Linked DNA regions of Mus musculus: region 1 is linked to region 2. Evidence: chromatin contacts called from public Hi-C data. All regions are on one chromosome and are shown on one strand. The core of a region is the stretch at or near the end of the contact, and the rest is flanking DNA. Distances in the headings are between cores, read along the strand shown. Region 1 has its middle 100 kb from the start of Mir5099. Region 2 has its middle 31 kb from the start of Agr3.

Region 1 (7,226 bases), core at 3,933-6,432, 820 kb before region 2:
GAGTACTGAAGCACGGAGACTATATTTACAAGGTCATTGAAAATATCTTCAATTGAGACCAGCAAAATCTACATTCCACAACAAGCCCCAAAAGGAATATAATGAGCATTTTAAAGTTTCTTGCAAAAAAAAAAAAAAAAATCAACGCATTCTTGTATTACTTTTTATCTCAGCTCTAATGTAGGCTGGCAATGTGTTATCTGGTTCTCAGAAAAATCCCAGTACAGGTTCACAACTGACCTTTGATGGAAAAGACCAAAGACATCATACATACACATTTGTTTTAAGCTAAAGTGTGCATCTACAAAATGCACGGCATAGTCTGGTCTAATTACCTCGACAGTAGTGCATTTACTTTTAGAGTACAGACTGAGAAGAAACAACTTAAAATGTCATTCAACAAGTTGACTTTAAAAAACAAATGTTTTCTGGACATTTTAAGGATGCTACTAACTTCCTGGATGGAAAATCCAGGTTTCACTGTTTTCTTAATCAGGGAGAACTTTAATAAATAATCCAGAAGCCTGATTCCCTCTGCTGGGCAACCTGTAAACAAGCCAGTGTCTTGCTGAACCGCACCAGCACCCTCAGTGTTAGGTATTTTTCAGTAAGAGTCAGTCCCTACCCTTGGACATCATCAGGATCTGAAGAAATGAAATAAACTCCTGACCAGAAAGGTAACAGAGCTGAATTTTTGAATCAAGAATCTCTGCCTCCCCTTCCCCTCCCCCTCCTCACTTCTCATCCTCCTTCTCTCTCTCCCTCTCTCTCTCCCTCTCTCTTCCTCTCTGTCTTCCCTCCCCCTTCCCTCCATCTCTGCTTCCATCTCACAGACTCGCTGGGCTTGGGATCTGGGGAGCAAATGTGGATAAACTCAGGACCTTGCAGACCACTTCCGACAAATGTCTCAGGAATGTGCCCACTGGTCCAGGCACTCCTTCCTTGGTGAGAACACAAAGTGTCTTGTGTAAATGCCTCGAACACAAACGGGAATTGGAACTCAGCAATTCTTCTGCAAGCTTCTCTTCCTTTCCCTCCCTCCCTAAGTTCCTTTGCCTCCTAATCTGCCAAATTAAATGCTAAATCAGGAGCAATGGCCTACAATTAGCTTTTCAATTAAAATGTACAGTTCAAAGTTGACTCCAGAGTGAGTAATTGCTTTTGAAAACCGCAACCAGCAGGCAGCTACAAGATTGTTACAACAGTTTATTTAACCTCAAAACATATGATCAATTTTATTATCTCAGCAAAAGGGAGATATCCTGGAGAGTGGTATTTTAAATATACTACACACTCTACATGCTGGAGAAAGAGCTGAAATTCTTCAACACCATAAATATCCTTTTGCCATCGCCTTGCTGAGAAAACAAACTCAAATTACACTTTCTTCATCCTGAACTCAGCGGAGCCCAAGCACTCACTGACATTCAGCAGGGGTAAAAGCCTGCGGAGGAGTTGAGGAACTTTGCAAAATTGTAAGGTTTAAAAACTTTCAAACATCCGGCTGTGACGTTTGGGGTTTGTGTTAATTCCAATGGAGAGGCAGGAGAGAGACTGCCAACCTTTCCAAAGCAAAAAGAATCCCATTTCCAGAATCCTGCTTCTGTTCTGCTGATCTGACTCTGAAATCCCTTATACAGCCAGCCACAGCAAGGAAGATGTAAGACCCGGTGTAATGTAACTGTAATAAAGGACCTTGCAACTTCTGTTTCCACCTTCCTGATCCTTATGTTATATACCTCTATGCCCACTCCCACCCACATCTTCCTCAGAGTGGACGCCTTGGGTTAAACTCGCTCAGGAACTCTTGAACTCCTGTTAGATTTCAACACCATTCCCTACATTCATTAAATGGATGCTCTTCAGCGGGTTATTAAACTTCTCTGTGACCCCTTTTCCACATCTCCAACCTCATAGCTTTGTTTTTGCAGGTTACATGATCTTGAGAAAAGTTCTCAGACCATGCATGCCTGGAGCACAGGAAGTGTTTTAACACATTCTCTCTGAAATCTGTATTTCCCCTGTGATATCTTGGCCAGTCTTGGCCAGACAGCAATGATACCATCTCTCAGGCTGGACTTGCACACTGTGAAGCTGGTATACCCCGACACCACCTGCAATGGTTCACACAGCTGGTCGGTTCCTATGTCTTTAATTTGAGGTCGTGTTATGGGGAGCTTTAATGAACTTTTCATTTTTGCAGAAATTTTAGCTCTGAATAGTGCCCCAGTGGACACTATGTATAAGCACTCATATCTATAGTTCCTAATAAATTATTCAATGCCACAAAAGTATATGCTGGATACTAACTCCAGCTCCAATTAGCTCACTTGAAGGCTGTTCATGGCATCTTTTCTGCCTGTTTTAATGGCCTTAAAGGAAAAAGGAGGAAGAAAGAAGAGTGAGATAGAGAGACAAAGAAAGAGACCGAGTAGACAGAGAGAGCAAGGAAGCACTTCCATAAATAAGACAGTGTAGAAACTGCTTTCAGGGGGAAAACAAACAAACAAACAAACGCTTCAGCATCACAAGAGCGCTCGGAACACCAGCTACATGCCTTTCTGTTTTGGTTCCTGCTGCTTTTGGTGTTTATCCCCCAGTCACATTAATTTCCCCCTAGAACGATACTAATGTACTAATACATTTCTCTGTATTCTTGTATAGTGTGTAGTGTTTGGTATGCTTTTAAGTATATTTGCATTTAAACCAGTCATATTATCACTCTGTGTTCCCATTAAATTGCTACTGAACCACTCAATGCTGGCCTTTAATCAACAACAAAACTGACGATATATGGGAGATGATCCCATATTTGGTCAGTGTGATCTGAATCCAACAGAGATTCAATCAACCAGTGAGAGAAGTTTTGCTACTCTTCCAGTCCTACGGGAAAGAGTTTTCTACTTGAGCTGTCCAGTTCGATGGTGGTCTTTCACTTTCTGGTGAATACGCTTCCAGATAAATAGCATTTTATGTTTTGAAATCTTATTTTTGGCAACCAACATGTTTGATGGATTTTAAAAAACAAAACAAATCAACAACAACAACAAAAAAAAAAAAACCAAACAAACATCTTTCAGAAGCCCAGAGCAGCAGAAAATACAGACCCCTGAAAACCTTTGTAGAAACAGGCAAGCCATAAGTCAAAAGTGAAGAGCAAGCTAGGCGTGACTTCAGTATCTACAGGATTTTATTCATGAAAATGTAGGAAATGCATCAGATTCCAAAGATATTTACTTACACGTCTGCACTGAAAGAACTGTTTAATAAACAAATGCTGGAAGTGATTGAAATTCCCAGAATGAGAGAAGGGAGCTAATGAATATGGGGTTCACACAGCTATAACCAGTGAGATAATTCTGGGCACTGGTGGAAAGGCATCTTTAAAACGTATTGCCAGTGGAACGGCAAATCTATTTTTCACATGATTCCACTTTTGTTAAGAAACACCGAAGAAATGCACAAACATAATAACTTTCATATGTATAGAATGGTACATGCTGGAGAGTGTCCCTAAAGATCCAAACTGCGTAAAAGGATCACACAGCCAAAGGGTAGAAGGGAAATGACTGATATTTTCATTTTTGTCCAGTATCATTACGTGTGGCAGCTGTTTACAGCCAGTTTGTATTAGCTCCACATTAAATTTTCCCAAGTTCAAATAAAATAAAAAACAAAAATGGATAATCTGATCTTTGAGGCAAGTGGGAGATACAGTTTTGCTCATGGGTGAAGCTGAATATCATACAGAGAAAGGGAGGTAGAGGTGAGAGAGGGGGAAAAGGGAAATCCCAGAATTAGCCATACGCCCAAATCACCTATTAAGCATGAATGTCACCTCAAGAAAGCTGCCTCGAAGATTCATGGTTTGTGGTATATCTGTGTGTCTTTCTGACTGTGTAGCAGAAGAAAGTGACAAATAAATAAAAGAGACAATTTGAGTGAAATTCGAGAGCGCAAGGCAAAAGTTGTTTATAGCTATAGATAATTACTCAGGGAAACTGGGAAGAAAACTTTCAAATGCTTTAAAATAGTTAAAAGATTTTTTAAAAAAATGCTTTCATTATTGAAATTAAGTTTGAGATAATCACAATTCACAATAATTACCCTTTTCCAAAATAAGAATTAGTTAAAATTTAAGAATTAGTGTCACTCAAAACTTAATATTTTACTATATAAGGAGCTAATATCTCAATTTTCAATATTTTTATTTATATTTTCAAATGTTGTGTTTTAACATTTCAAGCTGGATTACATACATTATTTTTTCATTTTTCTTCAAATAGTCGAACCTAAAAACTCAATACAAAACAAAATTTGAGCATTTTTTGCAGGATTTGAACATTTTAAAAGAAGTGATTTCTGGAAGCAGGGAAGAATATATAAAATGGTAACGGGAACATGAAAAACAGTTCAAACGTAGGCCCGTCATCCTGCAACTGAAATTTTTGCCATTGAAAACAAACGCCCATTTTCATTTTTCTATGTAAGTAAGCAGACAATTTTAGTTTTGAACGTTCAACCTTTGGCTTTATTTCAGCATGGTCCAGACATCTGCCTAGTGGAGTCCTTTACCTTAAATGCCTGGGCAAAATGTAACAAAATGTAGCAGATACACACAACAGCAGATACATACAACAGTTACATCCAGGGCAAATAAAACAGAGGACGAGACCACGGGAAGTTTGGGGAAGCCCATGCTGTCCAGGGTGTTTTGCCCTGTTAAGTTCAAATAATTCGTCTGGATCCCATTTCTCCAGAGCAGTTTTACTTCCTGAACGTTTCACGTATTAAAATGTGGATGTAGTAATGTTATATGCTGCGCTGGTCTTTGTTTGCTTATAGGAGTAATCGATGAGATTTGGACGAGAAAACATCGGAGAAAATGTTAAATAAGGTCTGGGATGTGCACTTGTGGCTTGCTTTCCCCCCTCCTGGAAGCAGCCGGGGAACACACCAAGATTTATGGTGCTCGGCTCCCTCTAGTGGGCAGTTTTATCTTATTTTTTATTTTTATTTTTTTATAAGATATTTTCTCTATTTACATTTTAAATGTTTTCCCCTTTTCTCGTTTCCCCTCCGAAAACCCCCATCTCGTCCCCGCTGCCCCTGCTCACCAACCCACCCATTCCTGTTTCTCTGCCCTGGCATTCCCCTACACTAGGGGCATCGAGCCTTTTCAGAACCAAGGGCCTCTCCTCCCATTGATGTCCAACAAGGCTGTCCTCTGCTACATAGGCAGCTGGAGCCATGGGTCTGTTCCTCCAAGTGTACTCTTTGATTGTACTAGCTCTCTAGTCCCTGAGAGCTCTGGGTATAATGGTTGGTTCATATTGTTGTTTCTTCTATGGGGCTGCAAACCCCTCAGCTCCTTGGTTCCTTTCTCTAGCTCCTCCATGGGGGACCCTGTGCTCAGTCCATTGTTGGTTGAGAGCATCCACCTCTGTATTTGTCAAGCACTGGCAGAGCCTCTCAGTAGACAACTATATCAGGCTCCTGTCAGCAAGCACTTGTTGGCATCCACAATAGTGTCTGGGTTTGGTGACTATATATGAAATGGATCCCCAGGTGGGGCAGTCTCTGGATGGCCTTTCCTTCAGTCTCTGATCCACACTTTGAATCTCCTCCAGTGTTTTTAAATGGATGATTCTACAGCTGCCTGGCTGGCTGGTGCAGACTGCAGGTGAGAAGTCAGAGTGGACCTGCCTGCTCCGGATGCAGGGACTTCCCAGTCCATCTGCTCATGTCTTACCTGTTTTGCAATATCAAGGAAGCTAGTTCCAAACTAGAAATAACTAGGGCTAAGAAATTTTGTCTGAACAAAATGAAAATTCCCACTGTGCTCATACTTCTTGGAGCCCTTGAAGAACCTTGTCAGACCATAATTCCTTCAACAGCATATCCACCCTTCCACTAGGTGTAGGAAGTCGGTTGCTATAGGAACAACAAACAGATGAATCAAACATACATGAGTAGCATGCAATTTCAAAATGTATTGTTTCAGTGGGGTAAAACGCTTAGAAGATATTATTAATAATCCATGAAATTACAAGTATAAAGTAGTTATTCTTTGCAATTATACAGTGACATTGATCATAAATATAAATCTGAATACTGTGCCCAGTAGCTCACAATTTAGGCAGATAAATATGCTCAGATGTTATTTTATTTGAGTTTTGAAAACTAATTTTTTTCAATTTGTACAAGCTTACATAATTTCTACTATACAGGAGATTAGTGCAATGTGCTTTTGTGGGCCCATGAAGAGTGGCAGTGGAACCTGGGTGAAGCTAAAATAATCTCAAAGAATTGACAGAACATCTTCTGAAAGTTGAAGCAAAAATAAGCGCACAATGTAGCATGTTTGGTCACATTAAAGTGTCATTCGCCAGATGCTAAAATTTATCTTTCCAACTAAAAGTAGTCCATATGGTAAACTACACTTAAGCAGTGCACCCAAAAAATTATGTGTTGAAAACTTAATCTTCAATGTAAGCTTTGGGAGTAGGGCCTAAGATGCTGGGGTCAAGAAGGCTTTCCTCTTATGGATGGGTTCCTCTGCATTGCACAAAGGCTGAAAATAAGTTTACCCCCTAGCCCTCTTTTTATACTGTTCTTACCCAAGGGATGAAAGAGAAGTTCCCTGGTAGTTTTTGTCCATTGATTTTGGACTTTCCAGACTCCTCAGCAAGAAACAAGTTCCTTTGTTCCTTCCTTAGGGCCCCCTTTTTAGTTCCCAACATCCATCTTTCCTTCCTTCCTTCCTTCCTTCCTTCCTTCCTTCCTTCCTTCCTTCCTTCCTTCCTTCTTTTCTTCCTTCTTTCCTTCCTTTCTTCCTTCCTTCCTTCTTTCCTTCCTTCCTCCCTCTTTTCTTCCTCCACTCTCGTCTTCCCTTTCCCCTCCCCCTCCTTCTGTTTTCTCTTATCCCACTCTGACTTTTCTACCATTTGTGCCATAACAACACAAACCAGGTGATGCAGAAACAAAGAATTTACCGAATTACCTAGTGGCAGCCTCCTTCCTGATTTCTTTTGTCCCTTTCGGCTAGGTCCCAAGGGCTAGCAGCCCTGACTAAATTCTACGATGGGAAAATGATCAGATCTAGCCATCATGCATATTGAGGAAGAGCTAAAGAATACACTGCAGTAAGAATCCAGGTTACAACTGGGTTATCCCACAGAACCAAAGCTGGACCTATGTGACAATACTATGTCTCTGTGCATTAT
Region 2 (6,843 bases), core at 445-2,944:
AGACTTTGATTCATATTTTCAGCTAAACATGTTAATACTTGCAATTAGGGTGTGTGTTAACTTTTATCTAACTTTTATTATAGAAATGTGTACTATCTATACAGAAAGAACAGGTCCCGCTGTTCCTTCAGGGGCGTGAAGGGCCATGCCTTGTCACTCAGTCACCAGGATTTCTAGGAAACGAATGTCTATTTACTTAGAAAGCAAGTGTCACATTGTGCTTTGAATGTGAGCTCTGCTGGTTGCCGCACCAGAAGTGATAGTAATGGGGAAAAAATGGACTATGGTGGAAAGGCGGTGTGGACGGAGTGGGGTAGAAGCTGGGCCCCTCTTTTGGGATCTCTTGGGATAGCCTTGTCCAGTGCTCATTCCATGACACTTCTGTGACCTGCTATCTCTGTCCTAGGACAAGCCTGAGGTGTTTTTCTCTTCCCGACTGTGTCCTGACATCCCATTAAAGAGGTAAGATGTTCTAGTCTCTTTCCTGCTGCTAAGACAAACACCCTAACAACCAGCAACTTAGGGGGAGAACAAGCTTGTTTTAGCTCCAGATTCTAGGATTCTATTCATCTTGTGCAGGAAGTCAAGGCAGCAGGAACTTGGGAAACTGTTCACATCATATCCACAGTCACGAGCAAAGAGAGAATATACTGATTATTGCTTGTTTGCTTGCTCTCAGCAGTTTTCGCCTCTCTTCTGCTATTGGAAACCTGCCTAGGGAATGGTGCCACCTGAAATGGCTCAGTCTTACATGAATTAAAACTCCCCCAACCCCACAGGCAAGCCTACAAGCCAACCTGATCTAGATAATTCCTTGTTAAGAATATTTTTCCAGGTGATTGTGGACTGTTACATTGGCAGCTAAGCCGGCACTGATGTCATAGGGCTGATGTTCAGGTGTGACCGTAGAGAGCTTTATGAGAGGGACAGTGTGAAACTGGCCAGCGCACTACTGTACTGTCTGTCCTAAGTACCAGGGTAAGTATTCACCTAGCTGAAATACTGTCCATGTGCTCAGTGTTCCTTCTCCCAGGACAAATGGTGACTCGACTCATAATGGGAGGCCCTAGTGCCAGGAGCTGAAAAGCCTCAGTTAAGCCTCAGGCCTGAGTAACAATTGCTTTTAGAAAGAAAAGAGAGATGTCTCATGTCCATTTAATAACCTTCATAGTTGACTACATTGGATCTGCGTGTCAGACTTAGAACGTTTGGTTGCTCCTACATCACATAAAACTTTTCAAATTTGCACTCTGTATGCTTTTTAAAGTTCAGAATGGGATCACAGTGGGCAAAGATTTTTCTATTTCATAGGGCAAAAGATTATCTGATCACAAAAAGGTCAAATTTTAGATATGCAAATTGCATATCTCTTTCTCCCCCTTTCACTGCTGGGCAGCCCCGCTCCTTTCTTGAGATTCCCCTTTACACAGCCTAAAGGTCTCTGTCTACAGGGGTGTGGGAGTGTGGCTCCAGGTCTTTGTGAAGCTCTGTTTGACTCCTGACTCCAGACTTTCCCCACAGGAAAAAAAAAAGGTCAGACTTGTTTTCGTTTTTAAACAATCTGTGTGATTTGAATAGAAATGGCACTGAAGGTGGAATGAAATTAGCATTTAAAAATCCCCTGAGCCTGTTCAGTCCTTACTACAATCTACTACACTTTCACCAATTTAGCTCTGCCTTTGAAATGCTTTCGTGCTGTGGTTAAGCACCAGGGAGCCAGGCTTGATTTTGAAGCGTGATTCTCTTCATCAATGGGGTATGGGACTTGGGTAAAAAAAAATGTAACCCGTGTGAGACCCGATTTTCTCTTTGAGAAGCGGGAATAATAACGTCTGAGTTTTCCAGGATTAAATAGATAGCTGTGTGTGAAGCTGCAATCAAGGACGATATACAGGAAAATAACCCAGTCCGTTCATAACGAACCCAGTTTATTAAGCTTACGGATAATATTTGAAAAGCTATTTCTATGAAGTGATTCCATTAACATTTGCGGAGGATTTGAGAATTTTAGGGATTATCTACTGTCACTAACAGTGACATTTATTCCGATTAAAACAAATCATTTCAAATGTCCTATGTAATTGAGGGATTAAAGAAAATGGCTTTTGTGTTTTCAATTTCAAAGATACGTTCACAGCGCCACCTGCCGATCAAGAGGATGAACGGCTTTTGGTCTATTTTGATAGGCAAAATAAATAAAATGCAAGAGTGTTTCCCTTGGTGTCTTTCTCAATACACTCTGTCATTTGCTTGAGAAATTTACATTATTTTTGCAAAGATCTGTAATGTTCTTTTGAAGTATCAAATATCTATTTATCTCTTTACTGACTGGACCCCATCATTGAGCCAGTTTAAATGGTGGGGTCAAATTATCAAATTAAACTAGTAACATAAAAGGTCAGGTGATCTGTACTGAGTATCTCTCTTCACCCAGAGGCTAGACCAGACAGACTGAACAGACGCATGCTAATCATTGGCTTTTACTCCATTGTAGAAAACATTCTCCAGCCCCAGGCTGACCGTAACGTTCATGTGAGGTTGGAGACTTTGAGAGACTACTCGGAGAATCTGGGTGTCGTTCAGCCAAGACTTGACCACTGTGGGATAAGAACAGCCCAGGTCCCAAAGGCACCAGAAGCACACACAGCCGGGTGCAAGGTGTCTATTGTATCTGTAGCAGAATTGTAAGTTGAAATGGTTATTATAATGAAGACTATATACGTCTTCTAAATTACAATGATACAATGTTATAAATGATGGACATGGTTATTACATATACATCTAATCAGAAACACACAGCCAACACCTAACTATGGATTACTATTAGCACACCCTTGGTATGCTTTACATATCATTTCAGTTTCTGTTTATGTCACCGCGAGTGTGCATATGTGTTTATATACATGTCACATATATAAGCAAATAAATGAACAAGTGTCATGAAGTACTTTTTCCACAAACTTTTTTCATTATTATAAAATTCATATACAAGGAATCATTCTAACCACCCAGCAGAGTGCAATTGTGCATTTCGTATTTTCAGAGTGCTATGTAGCTGTGTGTGACATATTTCTAGCACTGTTTACCACCACAAAGTAACTTATATACCCACAAATAGTTGCCCTCCCCCATTTTCCTCAAGCCCTGGGCAAATTCTGGCCCACAGCTTTGTATCTCTGTGAATGTGCTCATTGCTGCTGTTTTATGGAAGTGGGTTTATACACTGTATAGCTTTCTGTGGCTGCTTTCTTTCCTATAGCAGTGTTTTCAAGGTCCATGTACTTGGCAGTGTGTATCAGTTTTCAGTCTCCTTCATAGCTAAGTCACATGCCATTGCACATCTATTCCCAAACCTGTCTACCCACTCATGGATGGTTCCTTATCTGCACTTTTATGGGGTTCTGACTATCTATCGTCCCTATGAGAGCTGTGCAGGTGTCATTTGAATGCCTCTTCTGTGACCTTTGGGTATATAGTTAGGAGTAGAGATTGTGGCTGTATGCTGCTCTGTTCTAACTATGACATTCTGTCAAAGTCTAAATTGCCAAACTCTTCCCTGTGGTGGCTACCACGTATTGTACTACCAGTATTGTATGCATGCACTGTGCCTGTCTTCAGTTCTAATGTCTTTTGAGCTCTCCCGAGGCTGTGAGGTGGGTCTCCCGCTGTACTTTTGGTTTTCATTGCCTCAATATCTAATGACACTGAACATACTTTCATGAGCTTATTGGCCATTTGCATATTTCTTTATTGGTGTTTTGATTCAAGTCGTTTTCCTTCAGTGATTTTCTAAAAGATTAAAAACTAAGACCAGGAAACCCTGACTGGGCTCTGTGAGGTTGCAAAGAACAGAACCTTCTCATTAAATAAGGTGAGGGAGCCTGGGTCCATCTCAGCAGCTGCTCTGAGTCTTGTGAAGAGCTGGAATGCTACTTACTATTGTTCATCAGTTCAGGGGTCATTTGAGGCCTGGCTCGGGTCATGGTTGCTATGGAAACCATGGGGCAATGTGAGGTCATGGTTGCAGGAAGCTGCTGCTTAGTGCTTCTTTCTCTCCCATCTCATTTGTCTCCCATGCTCCCTCCCCGCCCCTTCCTGCTCCCTCGCTTTCCACACCACTGGACTCTGGTCCTTGCATCTCTGAAGCCATACTGAGGTCACAATTTCCAAGAGAGGAAATGATCCCTTTGGTTGGTCACTGTCCATAACTGGTATCTTCCAGGGCTGGCCTTTTGTGCTATATAGTCTCATGGTCATTGAGTGGTTACAGGTGTCCCAATTAGCGGAAGCCACACCAACCCACATCCTACCTGTGAGGGGCTGACAGGACACTGCCAAGGCTGAGGCAAACATGGAGGCTCTATTATGGGTTATCCATAATTTACACACATATCCCTTTTGATATTGTAACAAGTATTTCATAGGAAGGAATTGGCTGCTGTTACTTCAGGAGCCTCAGAGGAGGCTGTCCTGTTTCTCTAGCTTTTGGAGGCTACTGTCTTCCCTTTCATGTAGCACTGTCACTCGCTCCTGCCTCTACCACTATGTGGCCTTTTCTGTTTTTTGAACTTTCCATGTTCCCTTCAAATGGGTCCGTGTGGTAGCATGGCTCCCTCCTGGATATCTAGGAGAGTCTCCCTGTTCGGGGATCCTACCTATACAGCAAAACTCTACTGCCCTATTACATAGCACCACGGTTCTGAGGACTGACTCTCTATTCTTGAGGAGAGTTATTTGTCAGTCTACCACAAGGTCTCTGCAATTAAGAAACGACACAGTCAAGATTTTAGCCTTAATGTACATTGTGGAACAATTCAGAAAAGTCTGTGCAATTGGAAATGTCTAGTGTCCTTTTGCCATTTTATTTTCTGGTTTGTAGCTTATGATCGCTCCATTGCCTTAATTTAATATGTTGGAAATGAGCCATGTCTAACACCGTCTAAGGGGTTTTTGTTTGTTTGTTTGTTTGTTTGTTTTTGCAAAATTAATGAGGTAGATTTTTCACAGGAATCAAACCGTTGTAAAGGTCGTTAGACAACCCTGGGGGGTCTCCTATTGCTGGTGGATTCATTAATATTTAAGAGGCTGCAGTGTGTTAGGTTCTTCTGAATAAAGGATGAGTGGTTAGCCCACTTCTCCTTCCTAGAGAGCTGCAGGGCCTGATTCTCAGAAGCCACTTTTATGCCGGACTCTGTTTCTCAGTCGGATCACTTCCCATGAGATTTGCCTTTCCCCACACGGCTCCTGCTCTCAAGACACTGGAGACAGGTCACACTGTGTACCTGCCAGAGGTGTTCGACTGCGACTGCTTAGACTCTCTAATGCCAGCTCATGTTGGAAAAAATGGAAAATGGGGTGGGGTGCTACCTATACAGAGAGATTAAAACACCTCAGGGTTTTCTTCTTTCTTCCTTCCTTCCTTCCTTCCTTCCTTCCTTCCTTCCTTCCTTCCTTCCTTCCTTCCTTTCTTTCTTTCTTTCTTTCTTTCTTTCTTTCTTTCTTTCTTTCTTTCTTTCTTTCTTTCTAAGTATATTTGTCTAGGGAGTAGACAGGAAGTGAGGTTTATTTGAAATGTCTTAGAAATTCAAAGTATTAGAAATACTGGTGAAAAGATTGATTTCTATTTCTACTCAAATACTGTTCCAGATCCATGCCTGGGACCTACTAGAATCAGAAATGTTCACATGTATGCATTTACACACACACACACACACACACACACACACACACACACACACACACACACACACACAACACTGCACTTTCACTCTTCTTTTAGGTCATGCTTGTCCCTGCATTGTCTCCAGGCACCATACACAAAATGTAAGCACATGGAAGTTGCCTTCTGGCTGGGGTCATGCTTTGCTCCCTGATGCCCATCCATGAGATAAAGTGAAGCTAGCTTGCCCAGGCCTGCCAATGGCCTGGCACTTTGCTGTAAAATCGTTCTTTCCTTATCCTCCTCAGCTATGATTCATTTCTCTGAGCAGCACAGCTCTCTTGAGCACAAGCTAACTCATCCCTCATTCTACCCCAGGCATGGTAGAAGAGTTCTGTCCTAAAGAAAAAGCCAACATTCCATTTTTAATGAAAAACTCTTCCCTTTTGGAGACCTCAGTGTTTAGTTGGAGGCCAAGGTCACAGGCTGACTTCTTTCAGGGGCTGTGTGATATGCTGGCTCTATACTCCATCTGATTTTCTCCTTCTCCATCATTTGTAAGAGATGATGGCAACCTGATGCTGGCTGATGTATGTCTGCTGGAACACGACCTGCAGAGCGAGCTCCCACCCAATCACAGGGCTTTAAATCTAAAATATCTGAAGTCTGGCCTTCAACTAAATACTGTGGTACCAACCCCACTCTCAGACCTGGCTGTTTACCAGTCTGACTTCAGACACACAGTTTGGAATTACTATCTCTTTAAGACACATTGCTACTACATAAAGTCTTTAAGAAAGTTGCCTTTGTGTCCGTTGTTATGCTTTATAATGCAGCATAAAACAACTTGGTGGACCTGAAAAACAGGGATAAGGGCAGAGAAATGGGCAGGGGGCACAGAGAAGGAGAAAGAGAAAGGAGAAAGAGAGAGGAAGAAAAGAAGAGGCTGGCTGGAAACACATGGGGACAGAGAAAGCTAGTGAAGAAGGGGAAGAGAGAAAAAAAGATGGAGAAAGAGAGGGAGAGAGAAAGAAGATAGAGAGAGGGGAAGAGAGAGTGGGAAGAAAGAGAGAGTGGGGAGAGAGAGAGAGAGAGAGAGAGAGAGAGAGAGAGAGAGAGAGAGAGAGAGAGAATGCCTGATTCTAACTGATTTGATTGGTTGACAGCTTCGGCAACCCTCAGTT

The links. Hi-C and Micro-C count contacts between places; a contact is called where the count stands out from the background.
Region 1: a Hi-C map of cranial neural crest shows a contact between it and region 2, with 5 times the contacts expected there. The contact joins two enhancer-like sites. A contact is called at or near these places in 5 of 484 Hi-C or Micro-C datasets (the HPC-7 cell line, cerebral cortex, cortical neurons and 1 more) and 1 of 115 datasets of contacts at active chromatin or transcription factors (differentiating embryonic stem cells).

The regions. Positions count from the first base shown.
Region 1 is chr12:36,711,912-36,719,137 of GRCm38.p6, reverse strand. No RefSeq gene overlaps it. Among named protein-coding and RNA genes, the nearest start is that of Mir5099, 100 kb to the left of the region's middle. Within about 2 kb of position 5,182, at least 28 of the 459 cell types and tissues checked have an H3K27ac peak or open chromatin away from gene starts, as enhancers often do.
Region 2 is chr12:35,891,687-35,898,529 of GRCm38.p6, reverse strand. No RefSeq gene overlaps it. Among named protein-coding and RNA genes, the nearest start is that of Agr3, 31 kb to the left of the region's middle. Within about 2 kb of position 1,694, at least 49 of the 459 cell types and tissues checked have an H3K27ac peak or open chromatin away from gene starts, as enhancers often do.